Linked DNA regions of Mus musculus: regions 1 and 3 are each linked to region 2. A link is a contact called in public HiChIP or PLAC-seq and promoter capture Hi-C data. All regions are on one chromosome and are shown on one strand. The core of a region is the stretch at or near the end of the contact, and the rest is flanking DNA. Distances in the headings are between cores, read along the strand shown.

The links. Promoter capture Hi-C pulls out the DNA fragments that hold promoters and counts their contacts. HiChIP or PLAC-seq counts read pairs in DNA pulled down with a chosen protein or histone mark.
Region 1: a contact with region 2 is called in an H3K4me3 HiChIP or PLAC-seq map of forebrain, with 3 times the contacts expected there. The contact joins the promoter of Prkcd here to the promoter of Chdh in region 2. A contact is called at or near these places in 1 of 39 promoter capture datasets (frontonasal cranial neural crest) and 4 of 115 datasets of contacts at active chromatin or transcription factors (the SCID.adh cell line, forebrain, kidney and 1 more).
Region 3: a contact with region 2 is called in a promoter capture Hi-C map of embryonic stem cells, with 4 times the contacts expected there. The contact joins the promoter of Tkt here to the promoter of Chdh in region 2. A contact is called at or near these places in 9 of 39 promoter capture datasets (the C10 cell line, the HPC-7 cell line, HPC-7-derived erythroid cells and 5 more), 1 of 484 Hi-C or Micro-C datasets (nephron progenitors), 8 of 115 datasets of contacts at active chromatin or transcription factors (the SCID.adh cell line, T-cell acute lymphoblastic leukemia, extraembryonic endoderm stem cells and 5 more) and 2 of 9 other capture datasets (liver and pancreatic islet).

Annotation. Positions count from the first base shown.
Region 1 is chr14:30,624,467-30,627,971 of GRCm38.p6, forward strand. It overlaps Prkcd (protein kinase C, delta), which reads right to left and starts at 1,742. Exons shown (of 18, transcript NM_011103.3): 1 at 1,514-1,742.
Region 2 is chr14:30,007,454-30,010,452 of GRCm38.p6, forward strand. It overlaps Chdh (choline dehydrogenase), which reads left to right and starts at 1,547. Exons shown (of 8, transcript NM_001136240.1): 1 at 1,547-1,780. Il17rb (interleukin 17 receptor B) reads right to left here and starts at 1,443. Exons shown (of 11, transcript NM_019583.3): 1 at 1,279-1,443. The coding sequence starts at 1,338.
Region 3 is chr14:30,547,174-30,550,543 of GRCm38.p6, forward strand. It overlaps Tkt (transketolase), which reads left to right and starts at 1,958. Exons shown (of 14, transcript NM_009388.6): 1 at 1,958-2,207. The coding sequence starts at 2,101.

The sequences.
Region 1 (3,505 bases), core at 492-2,991, 620 kb after region 2:
CACCACACCCCAATCTAATCCATAGCAGGAACGAGGAAACCCAGTCCCCTCCTCTGTCCCTGATCAGCTTGGTCATAGAGGATCAGTAGCAGAGGAAGAAGAACCGAATATGATTAGAGGCACGCTTACACACAAGCCTAGGGGGTCGGCACACCGATAGCGTGGGCTCCCACAATTAAAGGAATGAATGTACTCTGGCCAGAGGGTTGTTGTGATATAATGCACAGACCTTTGGAACACACAGGGACACAGAGACATGAGCAAGCCAAGGCACAAAATATACAGGGGAAGCCTCTACATACAAGGCATGATTACCAAGTTGCACGGGGCACACACCAAGCCTCAGAACACACAGACAGCCATGAAGTATATGCAAGTCACACGTGAAAAAGGACACATTCACAGGGGAAGTCCCACTATGACAAATAATACACAAAGAGACAAGATACACACTATACTCACAAGTCCAGACACAGATACTACAGCAACAGAAGCCAGACTCCTCCGAGGGCCCAGGGTAGCGGCCAAAGGAAAAAGGGATCTCCCCCACTCAGTCTAAGTCCTCCAGGTTTGAGTGGGGTGCTGAGTGAGGCTCCCTTCTCTCCCCTCCCCTGTATAAGAGAGTTGGGGAAGTGGGAGCAGTTGTGATGGTGCTCCCTCTCCACTGCCAGCCGGCAGGGCAGAGCACTCCCGTCACTGCTGTCCTCATCACCTTACTGGGCCCCCAGAGGGGGTGGCGTCTCTCCAGTGGGACAGAGACTGACAGCACCAGGCAGAGACCACCCGGAGAAGGGACACGGGGGATCAGAGAGGACAGGGGAATGGTGGAGGCTGGAGCCACGCCCAGCTCAGAGACAGATGGAAAGCCAAGAAAGACACCGAGACTGAAAGAAGAGATAGGGCAAGGAGGCGGCGCCGTGAGAGTCCGCCCGCCTGGGACCCAAGCACTGGAGGCTAGGGAGACAGGCGGCCCGCCCTCCGCCCGGTGGTGAAAAGGACCGGAGACTGGACTGGCAGGGGCAGGCGAGCGTGGGCTGGGGGTGCGGCTCTGGGAGGACTGGGTCGAGGGGACGGCGGATCTGGTGGGGGTGGGGAGACGGAGTACACGGACGGCGAGGGGCAAACAGACCTGGCCTGGGAGCAGAGGACCAGGCAAGAGGGGGTGGGGACCGACGAATGTGCAGAGTCCCCTGAGAGATTTGAGAAGATCGGACGGTCCCTCGGCGGGGATAAAGACACACAGGGGTGGAGTAGGGGGTTAAAGATGCTGGGAGTAGTCGGGCCTGGGCTCCAGCCGTCGAAGAGAGGGTCAGACCGACCAGGGTATGGAGGCACCGGCGGGTCTCCGTGCTCGGCGGGACTTTGGCTGCTCCTGGCTCAGTTTCTCAGTTTCAGAACCAGGAGCCAGAGAAGAAAGCGGGGAATGGAGACTACGGGCGAGGAAAAGGGGGAGAAAGGCCGCTGCGCCCTCGAGTTAACTCGGACCCCGCGCCCGGGCCCAGCTCTCACTCACCTCCCGACGCAGGGCCAGGCGCCAGGGGTCCCGGCGAGCCGGGGTCCGTCTCGTGGCGCGGCTCTCCCGGATGCGCGTGGACGGGGAGGTAGGCACAAGTCTGATCCGGACGGGTCCGGAGGCCAGTGGGGACCTCCCGGGTCCCGGCTCGAAGGGTAGATGTCCACGGGCCGCTCGCGGGATCCCCGCGGCCGCCGCCTCCTGCTCTGGCGCCGCGGCACACGGAAGTGCAAAGGGGAGGGGCTGCGCGACCTCACCCAGGTGCCGGCCCCGGTCCCGCCCCCACTCAGGACCCGCCCCACGGGCGCCCGCCCCTTCGAAGCTCCGCCCACGTGAGCTGGGGGTCCAGCGCGTCTCAGCCTCTTTGAGTTGCAAGTCCTTGGGTCCCCAGATCTGTTAGCCGTCTCTGGCTCTTGTGGCGCCTCGCCTGCCAGTGGCACGCAGGCCATCCCATCTCAGGGGACTAATTTATAGAGGAGGACTCCGAGGCCAAGTTGGGGGGTGGGGTTGAGCACTGCACACACAATGGAGCCCAGGAGGCACCGACGGGGCTTCCCCAACTACTTGCGCCCACACCCGGGACTCCCCACTGGCCAGCTGGCCCGCCTTGCCTGGCCTCATTCCTCTTCCTGCTGGCTTGAGCAGAGCCACGCCGCCAGGCCTGCCGGTTCCAGTCCTGCCCGAGAGAAGGAGCTGGGAGGTCTCCAGGGCGAGAGGTTCTAGCCAGTTTGTCTCAGCACTGCTCCTCAGACAATTGTGGGAATTGCCTCTGCCCCCATCTCACTGTCTTTCCTGAGCCCACGGTTCAGAGCTCCCCTTGCTCAGTCAAGCTCATAAGAGGGATTTGATTGTCAGCTGTAACTCATTCACTCATTAAGGGTCCCCTGGGCCCAAAGTCTGAGCACCAAATGGGAGCCAGGGACTCCATTTTTCTGTCCCCAAAGCCCAGAACACTAAGCTGTTACATTATACTTACCCAAAGAAATGACTTCCTGGGCTGGGCAGATGATCGTTTTTTCTAGCACGCAGAGAGCGCTGTGTTTGACCCCCACCACAGAGTAAACCACAGATGGAGGCTCAGAATAATACTCCAGTGCTCAGGGGGAGAAAGCAGGAGAATAGAGTGTGGACGCCAGCCTGTTCATGAGAGACCTTGTCTCAACAAAACCAAACAAACGAGAACTCTTCCTGGGAGGATACAAGAGGGTTCTAATAGCCCAAGATACCTAAGTTCCTTCTGGAAAACTACCTAGAAGGAATAGAAGTCTAGACAGCTCTTTGCCGACTGAGATCAAGAGAAGTGCTGCTGCAGGGGCTGGTGAGATGGCTCAGTGGGTAAGAGCACCCGACTGCTCTTCCGAAGGTCAGGAGTTCAAATCCCAGCAACCACATGGTGGCTCACAACCATCCTTAACGAGATCTGACTCCCTCTTCTGGAGTGTCTGAGGACAGCTACAGTGTACTTACATATAATAAATAAAAAAATAAAAAAAATAAAAAGAGAAGTGCTGCCCCACCCGTGGAGGCTTGAAACTTCCAGGGATGGGGGACCCTGGCAGAGATGTGGGGCTCCAAACCTTATTTTAAATGTACATTGGGGATTGAGCTAGAGAGAGGAAACCACAATGACTCGTCCCTTCTGTAGAAAGAGGAAGGCTGCTGCTTCCCTCTACCCTGAAAGAAAGAGGACCCAGTTTGAAAATTAGTATTTAAGTCCCCAGTCCTGATAACTGTCCCCACCCCATGACAGTGGATTCTTCCCACAAAGTTGACTGGGCAAATTGGATTCCTTCTGGAACCTTCTGCCTCACATCAGGCTTGTAAGCATGCTGTTTCCTGGGTCATTTCCTATTAACATTCCTCTACCTGTCTCTGCTGTGTCTCTTCCCATCTGTGACTCCCTGATGCTCTTCCCATCTATGCCCTTTCCATCAGCTAAGGGACCCTATTCTTTTTGTTGTTGTTGTTTTGTTTTGTTTTTTTGAGACAGGG
Region 2 (2,999 bases), core at 297-2,796:
ATTTCTTCAAATTAAAGATTGGCTATGCAAAGAGGAGAAGAAAGCGGGGAGCAATGACTGCAGCCCGCAGGACACACACACACACACACACACAAGCTCATATCATACTTCTGAATGATCCAGAACTCAGCTGAGCTACTTAGAAATCCGTTGGGGACAGTGACCTCATCTTTCTAAAACAGCTTTCAAAAAAGTAAAACCCCCCTACTGTCTACGAAAGGCCAGTTACTAAACCCTTTGACGTTTCCATTAAAAGGGAAGAGTACTAGTTTGGAAATAGTATATTGAGCCTAAAACATTTATTTTAGTTGTCAGTAATCTTCAGTGGCAAGACACAATGTGACAAACCCAAAGGACTCTTAAGATCTCAGCTCTCTCATTTCCAAAACCTTGGTGAAGGCAGAAAGCAGAGGTTTTGATGGAGCAAATGGGGTTTGGATGATGTCATCCACTGTCCTTTGCTTTGTGACATTCTCTTATTAAGCAAATGAGCCACCTACTAGGAACCAAGTTCTACTTGAATGGGAGCAAGACAAGGTGTGTAGGAAAAGCCAGGTGAGGGCTCTACATTTTGCAGAGTTCATTCAATGTTCTTCACAGCTGCCCCCAGGACAGTTTTTTTCTCTTGCACAGAGACGGCAAGGGCTTCAGGACACCATAAATAAGCTGTGACTTTCCACAGTCACCAAGGATGCCTTCCAATGTGTGAAGAGAGCAGGGCTTGCATCTGAATGCCTTGTTGAGGATGCGCTTTTCCCTCCTAGAAAGATTCTTTCATTCATGGGGACTGGAGAAGAAAGGAAAGCTGCCTTCAGGAGTTAACATGGCCCTAGACAGAAAGGAAAAGCAAGCAAGCAAACTGATGCAGGCTGTCTGTTGACCCAAGAGGTGGGCAGCACAGATGTAAGCAGTACTGTCTTGTTTGTCATCATTAACCCAGGACAAGGCATACCTGTGTGAGTTGAGTACCACCCTTTTTCTTTTTGAGGAGAATACTACGACTCAAATGCCCAGGTGGCATCTGTGACAGTTCTAAACCTCATTCCCCTGGGAAGCAGTCTGACAACTGATACCTTCCAGGATGGCAATAGATGGGTGGTGTGAGTTCAAGACCCATCGCGGTTAGCTCAGGGGTGCAAACTGGCCCCTTTCTAAGGATGGTTCATGGACAATTCCTTGACAGTTGAGCTGGCAGGTTTTCAGGCGCTTGTCGCTTGTCAGGGTTCAGCTAAACGGATGGGAACCGAAAGGGTGCCCACAATGGAGGGGGATGCTTACCGGCTCTCGAGGCAGGGCGCTCCTGCACGATGCAGCCAAGATCAGCAACACTAGCAACATGGCCCGGCCACTGGCCACCGCCCACCACCACGCGGAGCTGGGGCCAGAGGTCCAGGGTCCTCTTATCCAGGCGCCCGCCGCAGTTCTCCGGGCTCCGCCTCCCACAGTACCGCCCTGCCCAAGCCGGCGCTGGCCTGGTCCCAAGACAGTAAAGTGGCCGCCTTGTCGCCCTCGGGGCTCGCGGGGGTAGGCGGGGTGCGAATGACTCAGGCCCGGGAGGACTGAAGCTCCAGCAGGCGCGGGGCGTGTCGAGCCCCGCGCACAGGTGTGTGCCGCAGGCCAGGTGGGGCGACCGCACCCGCGCCTGGAGCCAGACGGAGCAGCTCGCGGCACTCCCGGGACGCCAGTTAAAGAGCAGCGGGCGAGGATCAGCGGCCACTGCCTTCTCGGCTCTCCTGGCTCCTGTCCTTCGCGTCCTGGCCCAGGTGCGGAGTTGTCCCGGGTGAGTAGCTAGCTTTTCAGGTCCTAGGCTGGGTGAGGACCTGAAGCGGAGGGGCTCAAGCCACTGAAACCTTCTGGGTTTTGAGAGAACTAGCGACAGGAACTTAACAGTTACAAGGTAACAGTGATAGGAATCTCCACCCCTGGCCTCTCAGGCTTTCTGGTTAAGTGTACTCCTATAGAATGAGGCCTGGCGGTTACATCTGGGGTCCCGAAGCTGGTGTCTCAGCACTGTGGGTTCCGAGCTAAGGTTCTGACATTTGGCAGTGCTGCTTCTGCCTGAGTGAGATCTGCCCGACTCTCCACCACCTCTCGGACCTTAATTTTGGGAAGGTGGGCCAGGGACCATCCTTTTGAGATGAAATGGCTTGAGAGGGGGATAGCCCAGTATCATTTGGGGTTAGAGAAAGGGCTACAGAGCCTGGAATTCTGCTGCTTCAGCCCTTCCTATATCGTTAGCAGAGCTGGGCTCACCAGACACGTAGACAGTGGAATTGGAGAGAGCTTCAGGCACAAGTCCTGCTTCTCCCTGCTAAGAGGTTGGGTGGAGTCAAGTGGCTGTATTTGCTGAAGCCCGACTGGGATACAGACTAAATTCATCAGTGAGACAGACTTCAGGTGAAGATTCTGGTTTTGATTCACCTGGAGAAGGCTCCGTCCCTAGCCTCTGTTGGATTGCAAGGAATAGTTTCCTGAGAAACTTGTTCTGGTGCCTGACCAAGGAGATTGACAGAAGGGAGGTTGTAGCCCCACCCTCGCCTGGAACTGGGCCATCCTGGGCTCCCACTCAACCTCAGCGAGCCGTTCAGGCTCAGTGGTTCCTGGGAACAATAAGCTTTCATAGCAGCCTTTCTGACCGGTAAACCCTTGCCTGCTACCAGGGTGCAAAGGTGCATGCTCTTGGCATGGAGCTGAGCACTGTGACAGGAACATGCAAGGCCAGAGTACCTGCCCTGGTGGGAAGACAAAATGGAGACGGCCTTGTTTTCCAGCTTCTATCTGAGAACTTTGCCCTATGGGGCTGAGGAGCCAGGCAGATGTTTAGATAACAATCAGTTTCCAGTTTTGAAAAACAGCCCATGGGGCTGTGCAGAGCAAGTAGAGAGCACTCCCTCTCAGCTGAGCAAGTCACAGCCGATTGCCAACACGTGTTTACTCGGTGAGTAGCTGAGTGCCAGTCCCTGGGCTGCTCTGGCAGAACACAGCCTGCTGTAGTCAGC
Region 3 (3,370 bases), core at 708-3,207, 540 kb after region 2:
TCTTAGACACCTACAGCGGCCAAGAAGAAGAGTTAGGAACATCTTTACTAATATGGGTACATAGCAGTTAGCATTTTTTTTACTGTTATCACATGCATATATATATATGTATATGTGTGTGTGTGTGTGTGTGCATGTATATGCACACACACACATATATATATATATATGTATATATATATATATATATATATATATATATATATATATATATATATATATATATATGTATATATATATATATATATATATATATATATTACTAACTATAACCCACTCAGTCTGTAGAAAGTTACTGGTGTGTATGTTTTCAAGGTTGACCATTTGGTATTGGGTAACCACTTGGTATGCTCTTTCTGGGAGAAGACTACTTCTCCCACTCTCAGGATTCCTTAGTTGCCTGTAGATCTTTGTGTAGAGTTGAAAGAGAGCAAGGATGGATGTATGGAAGGGATTGGAGGGAGGAAAAGGAGGAGAGAAATGTTGTAACTATTTTATAATTTTAAAAAGGACATTCAGATATATAGAAATGAACATTCAGAAATAAAAACATATACCTCTCTAGCTTATGTTTCCATTCCCAAATAGATTATAATTTTCCACTGTGAAGAAGAGGTGGAGGAGGAGGGGGGAGGAGAAGGGAGAAGAAGAGAACAAGGAAGAGGAAGGAGGAGGAGGAGAAGAAGAAGAAGGGGAGGAGGAGGGGGGAGGAGGAGGGAGAAGAAGAGAACAAGGAAGAGGAAGGAGGAGGAGGAGGAGAAGAAGAAGAAGGGAAGGAGGGGGAGGAGGAGGAGGAGGAAGAGGAAGTTAACATCAGTGTCATTGGACAGGTGGAGAAATGAAGAACTGGACTAATAATCACTGCCCTCAGGTCCATGGGGTTGGAAGGCCCAAAGGCTTCTGAGGTTTGTTTGCCTCCTTGACCTGTTGGTGAGCAGAGGACAGAGGTGGCACTTGCCTTGCCAAGGATCTGATAGTGGAACACTCCGAGACCACAACACTCCAGTCCCAGGTCCAGCCCTTGGCAGTCAGGCACTAGGAGGGCCAGCCTCTTTGGGCAGAGCCAGCAGAAGCCAGGGGCTGTAACAAACCACACTGGCAGTCTCACTGGGACACCTGGGAAACAGGCCAGGCAGGGAGCGCTTGGGGGAGGGGTGCTCACTTGCACAGGGCCCATTGTCTCATGACTCTGAGTTTGAGCTCTGTGGAGGACACAGAGAGGACCTGGACCAAAGCTGTACTGGTGCCTTCCTCTGCCTCTGCCCAGCACCCACTCACAGGCTTGCCTTTATATCCTCTCTGTAAATTGCAACAACCTCCGCCTCTGGAAACGGTATTGACCCGAGTGTGTGTCATGGATCCAATGAGACAGATCCAACGAGACTGTGAAGGCAACGCTTTCTGTTACAGCTGCTCAGTCCTCTCAGCTCCACCAGATCTGGTAAGAGCAGTAGGTGCTAACTGTCTCTACAGAGGCAAACCCAGTAATCTCTCTGAATCCACTCTTGTCCGTTGGCTCTAGTAGTCTGAGACCAGCATACTCCTAGTAACTTCTCAGTATTACCGTTTCTGGCAGTGTATATTTATTCTCATGTCTGGGATCTTTTTGGACTGAGGATAATCTGCTGCAGCGCTACCCACCAACCCTGTAATCTCAATCTAACCTTGCCAAGCCTCAACCTTTTCCTTAGAAAAGTGCAATTACTGATTAGTATCTCTCTTCTCAGTCCTACCCAAGTCAGCCGCGGAACTCTGAGCCATGCTTAGAACCAGGAATAGTGGCGAAGTTACTTTGTTGCTACTGTTTGTGTGTGATTAATTCCAACAGGGCACTGTGCTGGGAGAGAGCCCCCAGGCCTGGCGACTTCCGAGAGTCCACTAAATGCGGGGCGTGGCCAGAGGCCACTCGTCGGCCTGGGGTGATTCGGCGCCCCGCCCCACCTCCGCCCCGCCCCCCATGGGCGGGTCCTAAGGAGTCTTAACGCGCCCGCCCGCAGCACCCGTCCTCGGTCACTGCTGGTCGCTTCCTGAGCCGCTGCTGGCTCTGTGTCTCTGTCCTCAGCGTTCTCGTCCTCGTCCTCGTCCTCGTCCTACCACGCCATGGAAGGTTACCATAAGCCAGATCAGCAGAAGCTCCAGGCCCTGAAGGACACAGCCAATCGCCTGCGCATCAGCTCCATCCAGGCCACCACCGCGGCAGGCTCAGGGTGAGCGCGCGCTTCTGGCGGGGCTGGGAGCCGGGTCCCGCGGCCTCCCTGGCTCCGTGTCGCGTAGCACGATGTCGCCACGAGGGCGCGGTCAGATGGCGGAGCCTTCCGCTGCTCCGGAGCGGCCGGGTTCGACCGCGTGGGCCTCAGGTCTCGCGAGCACCTCCAGCCGGCCCGGGCTTCCCGGTTCTCGCTGCGCCCGGGCGCGCCTCCTCGCTCTGCGGCTGCAACCCGGAGGCCACCATGACTGCTGGCGGGAGAAACCTGAGCACGTGTGGGCTCCAGCTCTCCACCAGCATGTTGGTTCCACTGGTTTGCAGATGGGGAAACTGAGATTCCGGCTTTATATCAGTTGTCCAAAGTCACAGTGAGAGCTGGAATTTCAGCCCTTGCAATGTAGGCAGAGAATGTGTGTAGAGCCCACCATTTTGCAGTAGACTGGGGGCCCACCCTTCTCTGCATCTCTAACCACGCTCCCCTCCTCGACACTTCTTGCCTCTCCTGCTATGTGTGGGCTGGGGTCCCGGTGCTGCTGAAGACTCCAGGGTGGGGGCAGGGAGGTGACGATGCAACACCAAGAGAGGCTTAGACCCGAGCAAGGAGGTTGGAGTGCGAGTCTGGGGAGAAGGGAGCTTGTAGAAAGAAGGGGCGAGGCCCACGCGAAATAGGAAGTTCTGGGCTAACGGTGTTTGCACACTGGGTGGTTTCAAGAAATTCTAAGGTCTCCATTGGGCCTGGTATGAGACCTTGAGACAGAGAGATCTGGGCTTCTTGGAATGGTTTGGGGTTCTGGGGAGGGAGATTTTAGGAACCCAGACAAACTGTGAGCTTAGAACAAAGACCAGGATTCTGGATTTTGGCCAGTTCCATACAGAACATATTATTAAAGGAGTGCATTTCTCTTGCCTTTTACCGTGGGTTCCTCCTTACTTAGCCCTTGTGCTTTTAAGACGGGATGTCCTCAGAAGGTTTGAACTGGGAACCCTTTGCCACCCAACTTCCCATGCATACTTTGGACCTGTTATCTGTCTTGGCTTTAGATTGCTGCCTATGATAGAGGGTGCTCCCTGCCCAATTAAGAGACCTGACTTCCTTTTCTCTGGATTTCCTCAGTGTCTGGCAGAGACACTGTCCTCTCTACCTAGCACAGAGTAGGTCTTCAC